Regions from separate parts of the Oryctolagus cuniculus genome. Here region 2 is linked to region 1. Evidence: chromatin contacts called from public Micro-C data. All regions are on one chromosome and are shown on one strand. The core of a region is the stretch at or near the end of the contact, and the rest is flanking DNA. Distances in the headings are between cores, read along the strand shown. Region 1 has its middle 16 kb from the start of ATG16L2. Region 2 has its middle 39 kb from the start of FCHSD2.

Evidence for each region. A called contact is a pair of places that touch in the nucleus more often than the background predicts.
Region 2: a contact with region 1 is called in a Micro-C map of ear pinna, with 10 times the contacts expected there. The contact joins two enhancer-like sites. A contact is called at or near these places in 3 of 6 Hi-C or Micro-C datasets (ear pinna, psoas muscle and an unstated tissue).

The regions. Positions count from the first base shown.
Region 1 is chr1:64,217,589-64,220,378 of mOryCun1.1, reverse strand. No RefSeq gene overlaps it. Among named protein-coding and RNA genes, the nearest start is that of ATG16L2, 16 kb to the right of the region's middle. Within about 2 kb of position 1,403, at least 5 of the 8 cell types and tissues checked have an H3K27ac peak or open chromatin away from gene starts, as enhancers often do. A contact at or near this core is called in ear pinna, where this site is marked.
Region 2 is chr1:64,558,459-64,561,248 of mOryCun1.1, reverse strand. No RefSeq gene overlaps it. Among named protein-coding and RNA genes, the nearest start is that of FCHSD2, 39 kb to the right of the region's middle. Within about 2 kb of position 1,363, at least 1 of the 8 cell types and tissues checked has an H3K27ac peak or open chromatin away from gene starts, as enhancers often do. A contact at or near this core is called in ear pinna, where this site is marked.

The DNA.
Region 1 (2,790 bases), core at 154-2,653:
CCCGCAAGGACAGACAGTGGGTAGCACGAACGCTCCCCACTTTGGGCACTGGGACCCGTGACCGTGCTGCAGCCACAGGCAGCGTGCGTTCCCGCGGAAGGAATGTGTGAAGTGCTTTTCCGTACACCTGGCAAGGGCCGTGAGACACAGGAGACGGCACTCTCCTGCTCCCCTGCCCGTGCGAGCTGCTGGTCACAGACCGCCGCTGGCACTGGAGACTTGGTCTGTGACCAGGGACAGAGTTCAGTCAACGGCCCCACCGCAGTGTCAGAATCCAGTGTTGGCTCCTTCGTCTCAGGAACTGACTGGGCTTCAGTCAAGCCAGGGATTCACCGCACAGGGCTGGTTCCCTTCCTCTCCGACCCCACCCCAGCCCACGGCACACCCGCAGGCCAGCCAGAGCCCAGGCGGAGAACATCACTGGGCCTTGGGCCTCCCGCGGCTTGGTGTCCCGCCCTTCCTTCCGAGCTGCCACGACCTCAACTTGGAAAGGAACAGAGGGCGGTGGCTTCCGGGGCAGTGCTCCCGCAGCTCTGCTGGTCTCAGTGGTTTGGTCTCGAGATGCAGAGTGAGACGGAAAGGTCACAGTGCTGGCGCCAAGACCGGCTAATACGGACTTGCTGGGATGACGGAAGGTGACCCATCAAGGCACTGGACTCCTGCACCGAGACAAAGCGAGCCCGCATCCTCCGGCCCGTGGCTACCCCTGGGCTGCACTGCTCACTCACTGCCCAAGGAACCCAGCCACGCTTCTGGCTCGGGGCCTAGTTCCTGTCCAGCTCCCTCCATGCGGCCCTGTGACAAAATCTGGCTGCTCTGAATCTTTGCGTTCATTTTGTCTGTTAGGAAGTTGTTGATGACAGAAACACAACCAAATGACAAAGAATGGGAACTGTACTGTGTCCCGGAACTCTACCACTCGACACACGAGCTAAGTGTCCTCCAGGTTCCTCAGCGTTTGCTTTGTGACTACTTGATCTGCCAAGAGCATCGTGTTCCTGGGCTGTTTTTCCCTTGGTCCCAGTGACCAAAAGCAACACACGCGGGGCTGCTCCCACGTCGTTCCTGCAGGCGCTGGTCTGGGATTTTCTCCTGAAATGTCTTACCTTACAACATAACACCAGTAACTGCTGAGCAGGGTTCACGCCCCTGCACACTGAGGACCAAGCACACCGCACTGCTTGCTCGTGCAAGGCCCAGGGCGGGGGGGAGGGGAGCTTGGCAGAAAGAGCTGGACTCAAGTCCCAGAGCTGCCTCGAGTGTGCCGTGGCCGGAGGCTCACCCCTTCAGCCGGCTGGGCCTCGCCTTCCCCACCTGGACAGCGAGGGTGAGGAGAGACTTCCTGAGGTCCCATGTGGTAAGCGTGCAGAGCAGCTGAGCTTACCTTGGACCCTGGACATGGAAACAGCCCGTACAAGGCTTGGTGTGAGTGACACTGACCCTCACAGACGGGTCCACACCCGGCACTGCCAGGACTTCTGCAGGCCGTTCAGCAGCCTAGCTTCCTGCCCCAGGCTGTGTCCTGCACACTGTAGACCCCGTCTCTGTCCCCAGGGGGGGTCCAATCTGGTGGGGGGGGCACTCAGGAATGACAGACTCAAGCCAAGGGGCCCCTCCCAGGACGGGGAAGTGACCCCAGGGCATTAGCCCGCCACGGGGGCCTCTCCCGCCTCTCCCTCCTGGAGGTTTCAGGCCTGAGGCTGGGCGGGGCAGGCAGAGGCAACCCTGCTCACAGACTATGAGACTATGTTGTGTGGCCGCGGCAGTTTCAGGGACGGGGACACGAGACCCTGGAAGCTGGTGACCTGCCCAGGGTCTCCCAGAAGATGGAACTGGGCTTGCAGAGAGCAGCCAGTCCCTCTCTACAGCACCTCAATCCAGTTTTTGCCACCGAGCCGGAGGCCTGGATGCTCGTGCCAGCCCTGCTGTGACCCTGTGCAGGTCATTCTAGTTTTACCACTGAGACTCAGGCCCAAGTAGGGAATGCCGAAACCTGAGCACTCAACACTGGCGGCCTGGAGGGTGCTAGTCCTGCCCTCTGCACCCCCGCCTCCCCTTGCCCTCCAGGAAGCATTCACTCCTGCCAGGAGGGGTGCCTCGGAGCAAGTTCCAGTGAGCCTGTGCCCCCTGAAGTGAGGCGGCCCCCAGCACGTGTGGTCACTGCCCTGCGACAGAGTCAGCCCACTTCCCAAGCACCTCTGCCGGTCCCCGGGTCACCTAGGCAGAGCTGACAGCCACCTCCCAGGATCCCTCTCTCTCCTGGTCCCTCACTTTGGGGGACACTCACCCTCCAGGTCCAGGGGCCAGAATGGAAGAGATAGACACAGAGTAGCGTTGGCTTAGACACAAAGCCAGAATCACATCTGCTCCCTCCCCCCACCCCCGCAGCCCCGTGGTGGCAGGCAGGGGAGGCCAAATTCTGCCTTCTGCCATTAGTGTGTGCGGGCGGGTGGGGGTTAGCTCAACCCAGCATGACAGTAGCTGTGTGATGCTCAGTCTCAGCCTCAGAGCCATTGTCCCCTGAGACAGAGGACACCTACGTCACAACCGTCCAAGTGTTCTTCCAGGCTGCTGGTGACCCCTGGTGGCCACTGGGAGCCAGGCAGGAGGGAAGGGGTCTGGTGGAAGAAATCTTGGAGTGGAGCAGTGTTGAACCCCTAGGGTCCTTGAACAAAGGCATTTAACCACTTAACCAGCATTTCCTGAGACTCTCACTTCCATCCTGGCCTCTCCAGAGCTCCCTGAGTCAGCACGGGGCGGGGGGGGGGGGGGGGGCCAAAATAAACAGGG
Region 2 (2,790 bases), core at 114-2,613, 340 kb before region 1:
AAGCTACACATAAGCGCACACACTCACTCTCTCCGCCATGCCTTTGCCTTCCCTGAGCCTAGCATGTCTGCTGTTCACAAGACAGATCACTACCATCCTCCAAGACCCAGTTCCCAGACCCTGGTCCTGGCTCCACGCCCCTCCCACCCTCCACAGCCCATTGTCGAGGACCTGGCCCAGGGGACAGTCAGCAAGAGTTGCAGTGACAGCAATTCCTCCCTTCCACGGCCCTGCGGTGCCAGAGACCCTCCCCTGCCCCCTGCTTTCTGCTTTCTCGGCCTCCTCATACCAGGCTCACTCTCCTTGGGCACTGCCCTGGTGTCTGGGGTCCAAGTGCCTTTGGGCCCCTTGGCTAACTCAGGGGCGCAGATCTCCCCAGCCGGCCCCAGGTGGCGCTGTCAGCCAGGCAAGGGTTGAGGAGGCCCAGAGCCCCACCCTGGGAGCGGAGTCCTCAGAACCCCGAATTCCAGAGCAGCTTCTTTCCCTTCCTGTGTGACACTCTGGTTTAAAAGCTTAGGAGGTCAGGAGAGCAGGGACCTCAGCTCCCAGATGCCTAGAGGATTTTGTAAGGCCACACAGACCCTGAGAGGCCAAGGGTGGGCGTGCAGCCCCTTCCCTGGCCTGAGACTACAGCCCACTGCCTCCTGCTGGCCGGAGGGCTGTGTTCTCTCCTGACTTTGGTCCTCACCGTGATGCTCTGACCTGTGCCCACTGCTCTGTGCATCAGGGGTCCTGCTTGGCAAGTGGGGGCCAGGCCCAGGAGCTCTGAGCTGCCGTGGCCCGCGGTCCCCGCTAGGTGGGAGAGGCCTGGCTGTAGGGCCAAGGACAGGCTGCTCTGGGAGCTGCCAGCAGGAAAGTATTTTCCGAGCTGGAAGGGCTGGCGGAGCCCAGGGTTGGGCTCAGCAACCACAATGGACCCTTGTACAGAGGTTTAGCTTGGACTCTCCCGCAGGCCCAGCCTCGGGGCTGGGGTGGGCCCTGCCTTCTGGTCTGCAGCCAGCCCCACTCCCAGGCCCAGAGACAGGAGCCTGAGACAGGCCCACAGTTCAGCTCTGGGTGACACCCATGGGCTCCAAGCCGGTGCTTGAATTTCCACCCCTGGCCTTCCCAGGGTCCTCCAGCCTAAACAGCTTCACATAAGGTTTGAAAGCCTATCCACCCAGCCAGATGGGAGCCCCCAGAGAGCAGGCCAACGCAAGGAGCTCAGGACAGATGGTGGGAGCGGCTGGCTCAGGTATGCTGATGCTCCCTGGCGAGGGGGTCGTTTGGGAGACCTGGGCTCTAGTCCTGGCTGGGCCCTCTGCCAATGGGCAGAAAGCGGAGGAGGGTTGGTAATACTTATTTGAGGGGACACAGTTGCGGGGGACGGGGCTTCTCCCTCTGCCTCAGAGACTCCCCACTCCTCCTTCCCTCCTGCTGCCAGGTCCTATCGCATTTGCTTCTGGAGCCCTGCCCAAGGCTCCGAGTTGCCTGTGGATGCCCGGAGGGCAGCACCCAGTTACCCCTTCCCTGGGCTCCTAGGCGCTTGTTGTCATCACTCCTCTGGGCAGGGATAGCAGGGATCCTGCTCCCTTCATGGTCACGGTCATCTCAGGCCCCTGCCGTCACCAGGCTCCCTACGGGACACTTCACACTGGCCACCTCTGGGAGATCCAGCAAGTGTCTTGAGCAGAGAGGGGTGATGCCTGTGTGTGTGTGTGTGTGTGTGTGTGTACAAATTACTGACATCTCCAAGACAGAGATTTAAAGAAAAATGCAAGACCCTTCACTTAGAGCACATTAAAAAGGATGGTCTGAAATGACAGGAACGCAGTGGAATATGGATTGCACAAATGTAGATTTCATGTCTGGCTACATTAACGGAGGCATAAAGCCTAGAATATGGGAGGTGACCAATGGGCTTTATTTAATTATTTGTTTATTTGAAAGGCAGAGTTTCGGGGTGGGGGAGATCTTCCATTCACTGATTCACTGCCCAAATTGCCTCAATGGCTGGAGTTGAGCCAGTCCTGAGCCAGGAGCCAGAAGCTTTTTCTGAGTCTCCCATGTGGGTACAGGGGTCCATGCACTTGGGCCTCCTTCTGCTGTTCTCCTAGGCACATTAGCAGGGAGCTGGATCAGAAGTGGAGCAGCGAGGACTAGAACAGGTGCCCACATGGGTCACCAGCATCACAGGCAGTGGCTTTACCCACTACACCACAATGCCAGCCCCAGTTTCTCTGGAACTGTGTGCCCATTTCTTAGAAATGGCTTCTGTAGTGCAGTCCCTGCCCACATAGGGCAGATGTAGAATCATTTCCCTCCCAGCTTAATAGGACCAACCCAGGGACAGGGGGCAACTGCTTTGAGGCCCCCCACGGAAATGATGGGGATGTCACTGGAGGCTGGCCCCAGTTCAGCGAGAAAGGCAGTCCTACGGCAGAAGGGGCTGCTTCCAGAGATAGGCCATGAGGTATGGGAGCAGGCGGGACACGCCCCCCTGGGAGGGCTGTGGAGAGCATGCCTCCCCTGGTGGTGGGGGTGGGGGGCGGAAGCCCAGGAAGGCACTCACACTGGGGCTGTGAGAAGGCAGGCTCCTGAACCAAGCTGAGAGTAGGCGGTGCCCTGGCCTGACTCCACAGGACGCCAGGTAGCTCGGCAGGCTGGGACTCCCCACATCCATCTACCAGCTGGGTGTTTGGTTTGGTTTTATTGCTGGGCCTGGATCAATAGACCTTAACGCAAGTTTTCTTTGGGAGGTGGGGCCCTTCTGACCCAAGGTGCTTTGTCACTGGCACAGCTGGGTGGCTG